2 separate regions of the Mus musculus genome follow, and region 1 is linked to region 2. Evidence: chromatin contacts called from public HiChIP or PLAC-seq data. All regions are on one chromosome and are shown on one strand. The core of a region is the stretch at or near the end of the contact, and the rest is flanking DNA. Distances in the headings are between cores, read along the strand shown.

Region 1 (3,669 bases), core at 327-2,826, 280 kb after region 2:
CTGCCACACTTGGACACCGGAAAGCAGTGCCAATCAGACTTGATTTGAAAGGTTGGTTCCTAACCCTTGCTGACTCATCCGAATAAGGGCAAAACAGCAAATCCACACCAGAGTCCCCAGGCTGCTAGATTAACACAAAAGTCCCCCTCCCCTCCCCCCATCACTAGTATAACTGAGGCCATAGGCAGGTCAGAGGGTCACAGCATCAGAGTGTCTTCCATTCAACAGCAGGCCTTTACATTGAGGAAAATTCCCCAGTGCTTTACTTAGGCAATTAAGAGGTTTCTTCTGCCTCCGTTTTTGAGCCAGGGTATTACTCCTTAGCTCTGGATGGACTGAACTCCGTAGGCCACGCTGGCCTTGAACTCAGAGGTATGCCTGCCTCTGCCTCCTATGTGTGAATCTAAGGTATGTAATGCCACACCCCACCCAATTAAGAGATGCTAAAAAGTGGAACTAGGGAAAGCTCTGAGCCAAGTGCTTGCTTAGCATGCGGAAAGATGCTGAGTTTGATTCGCAGCACACAACTTTTTAAAAAAATGAGAAAGCCTACCCTACACTTGAAAACACTTGCGCAGCCTAGTTGCTGGTACTTGCTTTTGTAGAACAGAATGGAGGTCACAAGTCAAAGGTTAAATGCCTTCCCAGCATACAGCTGGTTGTTGGTGGCAGAGTTGGTACTATCATGTCATTTGCATCCATGGCTGTACTCAAATTTATTCTGATTCCAAGTAATAAGGACTTTTTTTCTAACACATTCTAAATTGAGGTATAATTACATTTAAAAAAACAACAAAAAAAAAAGGAGCACAGAAAACTGTAGACCTTCATAAACTTCCACAAGATCTGCATTCCTCTATTTAATACCCTAAGTAAAACCCTGACTGTTGGCCAGGCATGGTAGCACCCATCTGTAACAGCAGTTTGGGGAAACTAGGATGGGAACATCACAGAGTTAGAGGCCAGCGGGGGGCCTCCTCCCAAAACATCACCAAACAAACAAACACTACCAACCAAGCAACGTGTGGTTTTGTTTTTCCTAGTGCAGGAGACTGAAAGTAGCAACTTGCACGCATTACCAAGTGCTGCCTCCCACCCACTGTCCCCAGTCTAAATAAATACTGACTAAAAAGGCTGCCTACTCCAGCTCTGAAGCGTCTCTGACTCATTTCTCTCTGTCCTTTGGGCTACAGGACCACCTGAAAATCATTTGGGATCTACTTGGATGGCTTTACAGGGAAACAGGCTGGTTCAGTTACAGACACAGCTAGTTTTAATTTCGGTTTTTTGGTTTTGCTTTTGTTTCTCAGGATAGAAGGTAGCCCTGAATGTCCTGGAACTAGCTCTGTAGACCAGGCTGGCCTTCAACTTTTATCAGCTGGAATTGAAGGCACGCACCAACACTGCCTAGCTTGCTTTTTTTTTTTTTTTTTTTTTTTTTAATGTTTTTAAAAAGATTTGTGTGTAAAGTCAAGGCAACTATGATTCTGCAAAATGAGGTATACAATGAACTATTCTGCTCAGAAAATACTTTCTCTCCTCGACCTCGGCCTCCCTGGCTCTGAGCTCAGGCACAGTCAGGATGGTGTGGCTGTACATCCGGAGCCTGCCTGGCTCTTTCTGAATCTAGCCACTCCCTTTGGTTAGCCAGCTCAGTGCCTTTGGGAAGGTTTGCTTGGGCTCCTGAACAAACACACACACACACACACACACACACACACACACACACACACACACACACACACACACACACACACACACACAGACACGATACACAAGTTCTGGTTTTATTGGTGGCAGGATGGCTGTTGTTTAGAAACTGGAAAACTCTGGCTTAGGAACCTTGTTCTAGGTCTGGGTGGAGGCAGCTTTCCAGCAGCCACAGACACAAGCAGGTCAGACAGGGGGCCTGCACCTCTCCAGCTGGCAACCAGGGCAGCCCCTTCTTCTCCACAGCAACTTCCTCAGTGAGCTCATGCCTGGCACTGGGGAATCCATAAAGCATGGCATTTGACGTGGCATCCCTCCATCCTGAAGAAGAACTATGTGCGCACACAGGTGGTGGCAGACACGGCTGAATCAGATTAGGTTCTGAAAATTCTGAGGAAAACTCTCTCTCTCTCTCTCTCTCTCTCTCTCTCTCTCTCTCTCTCTCACACACACACACACACACACACACACACACACACGCAGAGTCATAACATTAGACCCTATTTAGGCACACACGTAAATGTAATCTTTCCTCCAGAGCCAAATTTGCCTTTTTTTTTTTTAGTTGAAGACACAATTTTGTGGAATTACGCATGGGTTAGAGTTGCTGTTCCAATTCCTGTGCAGCTTCATTTCTGAGGGGCTTCTAGTTTTTCTACAGTTTAAAATATAAAATCCTTCACATTAATTAAAAAAGACCCCTGGGTGGGGTAGCACTGGTGGTTGGGCTGGAGCATTTGCCTACCATATGGAAGGCCCTTCCTAGTTTCTCTGATGAGATGGGGCAAAGGGTCCTGCTGGCCGTCCTGTTCCTGGTGGTGGTCTATGGGCACCAGTGGAGTGGATGGATGGGGAGTGGGGACACGCATGAATGTCCTCATATTCTCTGATTTTACCAAAGAAACCAGGTTTGCTGCAGCCAGGGCCCAGAGAGGACACAGGAGGGACACAGGTCAAATGATAATCAGAGCCACCTTTTCTCTAGAGGTCTTCATGGGTTTGGCCCAAGGCTCACACTGGACAATGTTGCCTGACTGAGGATAAACAGGATACGTGGGATAACTTATGGAGAGGGCTGCTTTCTGGCTTGGGATTTTAGGAAGATAAGGAGTTCCAGGGCAGCCTAGGTTTCAGAAGACACAGTCTGAGACCAAGCAAGCAAGCAAGCAAGCACTTGCCAGGATTACAGAGATGTGATGTTAAGGCATACATACAATTCTAAACTTTTCTTTTTTGGGGCTTTATGAGACAGGGTTTCTCTGTCTCTGACAGACAGCTTTGGCTGACATGGAACTCCAAGTGTTGGCATTAGAGGCATGCACCCCAACCCCCCAGTGTAAACTTGGGTTTTAAGAGCATAAACTAGGATGCAGGCTGTTGGATGTTTAAATACCACCTTTAGCGCTTTGAGACAGTAAGTGAAGCTCAAGGGAAGTTGCCTTTAGTGGTTAGCCTTCAGTGTTTTCTACCCAGATGCCAGTGACTAAGGGTGTGAGTAAACTTGACAGATTATAACTTTAGGAGTAAAAATATATTACTCTTTGAGACCCTTTCTTCCTACTGGGTTTGGGTTGCCTTGTCTAGTCTTACTGCAACTTGCTAGGCCATGGTTGGTTGATATCCACTGGAGGCCTGCCCTTTTCTGAAGAGAAATGGAGGAGTGGATGGGGGTAGGGGAAGGTGAGGTGGGGGAGGAAGGACTAGGAGGAGAGGGGAGGGGAAAGTGCAGTCAGGATGTGAAATAAGTAATTAAAAAATGTTACTACTTCACATTTAATTCAAGTCTTTATAATATAAAAATCTCATAAAAGAACACTGCATGGTGGCACACAACTTTAATCTCAGCACTCAGGAGGCAGAGGCAGGCAGATCTCTGCATTTGAGGCCAGCCCGGTCTACAAAGTGAGTTCCAGGATAGCCAGAGCTACACAGAGAAACCCTGTGTGGAAAAACAAAGCA
Region 2 (3,442 bases), core at 412-2,911:
GACAATGGGAAGGACACCCCCTGATTCCCATCCTGTTCCTCCAAGTCTCCTCTGGATGTCATGAAAAGACGAAGTGTTTCCCTGGTGCTCGGGCCTGTGGGGCTCTTCCACGGGCTCACCCACCACTTCCATCTGCCTGATTCTGAGACTTGGATCCCTTCCCTCTGCTCTAGTAGAGTTATAATGAGAAAATACTTGAAAAGAAAGCCCACTCATTGGGATTACAGATTCTGTTAGAAATAGGAACATTGGTGGACGTGGGCAAGATTCAAAACAGGCAAAAATAAGCCTAGTAAACAAAAGATATTAGTGATCAAGTAATAAAAGCCATTAAAGAATCCAGTAGGGTGCTGGGAAGTGGTGGCGCACGCCTTTAATCCCAGCACTTGGGAGGCAGAGGCAGAAGGATTTCTGAGTGCGAGGCCACCCTGGTCTACAGAGTGAGTTCCAGGACAGCCAGGGCTATACAGAGAAACTCTGTCTTAAAAAAACAAAAGACAAAACAAACAAACAAACAAACAAGATCCAGATCGGAGAGAGGTGTGTGCCTTCCTTCCTCAAAGGTCCAGACTAGAATGGAGAAGCAGAAAATCTCTCACAGGTGTGCCCTGCCCTCCATTTCTACATTGTAGTTCATTCCAGATGTAGCCAAGTTGACAACCAAGAATAGCCATAATACTCTGTCCCAAACAGAAACAAAACAAAACAAAAAATCCAGGTGTCAAAACTAGAGTTATTGTCAGGGGAATGGTAGGTAGGTAGCACATGCCTATAATCCCAGCACTCAGGAGGCTGAAGCAGGAGGATTGCCATTACTCTGAGTACAGAATGGACTCCATAGTGAGTGTAGGGCCAGCCTAAGTTACAGAGTAAAATTCTGTCTCAAAACAGACAAACAACAAAAACAGTCTGTTGTGATTGCAGTAACAATAATAGGTGACCGCTCATAATAAAATCAGTGCTTCAGAGAAATTAGTGAGTTGGGTCAGGGTAAGGAATGCTCTTAGAAACAAGAGAGAGAGAGAGAGAAAATAAGACAAGTGATGTGTAAGATCAGATGCCAGCACTCAGATAACTGCAGGCCAAGTAGCCCGAGTATAAAGTTAAAGAGATATAAATCTCCATTTGAAGAAATAATGGAGGTACATTCCTCAGATTTCAGAAAAGATTCAGTTTACCCAGAGGTAAAACAGGTGGCTGGCGTCCTGTAAACCTGTAGTTCCAGTTTTCAGGGGCTGAGACAGAGTGACCCTGGGAGGCTGAGACCAGCCTGGGCAACCCAGCGAGATCCGATATCAAAAACAAAAACAAAACAAAATAAAACAACCCCGCCCAACACACATTTGAGATGGCAAATGCTCCGAGATCTCTCTCTCTCTCTCTCTCTCTCTCTCTCTCTCTCTCTCTCTCTCTCAAGGTTAACTTATTTATTATATGTAAGCACACTGTAGCTGTCTTCAGACACCCCAGAAGAGGGCATCAGATCTCATTACGGATGGTTGTGAGCCACCATGTGGTTGCTGGGAATTGAACTCAGGACCTTTGGAAGAAGCAGTCAGTGCTCTGACCCACTGAATCATCTCGCCAGCCCTCCCCACTGCTTTCTAATTCACGCTACCCCAGATGCTGCCACAGGCTGCAGGAATGGCGCTGTGGTGGGAAATCAGCGCAGTGGCTGCCTCAGGAAGAGTCCGCAGACAGACAGGGCGGCTCCGGGACTTCTGCTAGCAGCCTGTGTGCTCGCGGTAGGAGCCCTCCTCAAACTGCACATTCCTGAGCTGTGCACCCTGCTCTCCCCTGAGACGTGCACCGGAGCAAGAGGGGGAAGATTGCTCAGAGGTAACTAGCAGGGGTCGCTGGGAAACAGGAGTTAAAATCTTCAGGACCCAATTAAAAGGCAGGTATGACCCTACATGCCTGTAATCCCAGCTTTAGAGGACAGGGGGCTCCAGCGAGCTCGTCGGCCCACCATACTCTCTGAAACAGCAAATTTCAATTCACAGAGAGAAGGTCCTGTCTCAAACAAATTAAAGTGGAGAGTGTCAGAGAACGACATCAGAAAGTCTCCTTTGTTCTCTATATTCGGCATATTCTGGAAGGAGCATCCACACATCACATCACATCACATCGTCTAGAGATGAAGCTCAGCTGGTAGGATAATCCTCAGATTAATCCGCACCATCCCATAAACTGGGTGTTCAAGAGTGAATTGGGGAGAGCAATATTACATCACACGAAAGGGCAATTACGGACCAAACGTTCCTCATAGATACAAATGAAGACAAATCTTCGGCAAACCACAGCTGAGTGAATCCAATAGTACATTAAAAGGATTATATGCCCTGACCAAGCGGGATTGGTCCCAAGTGTGCAGAGGGCGATTTGACTGAGGGAATCATCAGTGTAATGTACCGAGTCATTAGACGAAAGGAGGAGAGTCACGTGACCATCTCAGTTGATGCAGAAGGGGCCTGGGACAAAATCCAACTTCATTTCATTATCAAGGCACTCAGGGAAGTGAGAGGAGGAGGAGAGAGCTTCCTTACCGTGGCAGAGGATGCCGCTATCTATCCTTTACCACCATCAGCTCAGAGAGAGATGGTATCCTACTGAGAGCCAGGTGTGGTAGCTCGTGCCTGAGATCACAGCCCTGGGGAGGCGGAGGCAGGAGGATCAGAAGTTGACGGACATCCTCAGTTACATATAGAGCTTGAGGCCAGCCTGGGCCACATGAAAATCTGTCTCAAGAAAGAAGAGAAAGGACTAGAAAGATGACCCAAAGGCTAAGACCATGGACTGACAGCTCTAGAGGATCTGGGTTTAATTCCTAGTACCCACATGTCAGCTTACACACATTTATCTATCTATGTATCTTTCTTTCTTTCTTCCTTTCTTTCTTTCTTTCTTCCTTCCTTTCTTTCTTTCTTTCTTTCTTTCTTTCTTCCTTTCTCTCTCTCTCTCTCTCTCTCTCTCTCTCTCTCTTTCTTTCTCTCTTTCTTTCTTTGGTGTGAGCAAATTTGACAGATTATAACTTTAGAAATAAAAATATATTACTCCTTCATGTTTTTTTTAAAAAATCTTATGCACATTGATGCTTTGACTGCACTTGTGTCTGGGTGAGCGTATTGAATCCCCTGGAACAGGAGTTACAGACAGTTGTGAGCTGCCATGTGGGTATTGGAATTGAACCCAGGTCCTCTGGAAGAGCAGCCAGTGCTCTTAAATCATGTCTCCAGCCCTGCTTCCATGTTTTTATTCAAGTCTTTATAATATAAAAATCTCATAAAAGAGCTAGGCTGTGGTGCATGCCTTTAATCCTGGCACTCAGAGGTAGAGGCAGGTGGATCTCTGAGTTTGAGGCTAGCCTGGTCTACAGAGCTAGTCCAGGATAGCCAGGGTGACACAGAGAAACCGTGCGTGCCTCAAAAACAAAAAACAAAAA

Evidence for each region. HiChIP or PLAC-seq counts read pairs in DNA pulled down with a chosen protein or histone mark.
Region 1: a contact with region 2 is called in an H3K27ac HiChIP or PLAC-seq map of embryonic stem cells, with 4 times the contacts expected there. The contact joins two enhancer-like sites. A contact is called at or near these places in 4 of 39 promoter capture datasets (the C10 cell line, cranial neural crest, frontonasal cranial neural crest and 1 more), 2 of 484 Hi-C or Micro-C datasets (B cells and the F1.1 cell line) and 2 of 115 datasets of contacts at active chromatin or transcription factors (both in embryonic stem cells).

Annotation. Positions count from the first base shown.
Region 1 is chr8:111,963,430-111,967,098 of GRCm38.p6, forward strand. It overlaps Adat1 (adenosine deaminase, tRNA-specific 1), which reads right to left. Exons shown (of 10, transcript NM_013925.5): 10 at 3,469-3,669. Among named protein-coding and RNA genes, the nearest start is that of Gabarapl2, 25 kb to the left of the region's middle. Within about 2 kb of position 1,577, at least 43 of the 459 cell types and tissues checked have an H3K27ac peak or open chromatin away from gene starts, as enhancers often do. A contact at or near this core is called in embryonic stem cells, where this site is marked.
Region 2 is chr8:111,678,925-111,682,366 of GRCm38.p6, forward strand. No RefSeq gene overlaps it. Among named protein-coding and RNA genes, the nearest start is that of Mir7076, 9.0 kb to the right of the region's middle. Within about 2 kb of position 1,662, at least 25 of the 459 cell types and tissues checked have an H3K27ac peak or open chromatin away from gene starts, as enhancers often do. A contact at or near this core is called in embryonic stem cells, where this site is marked.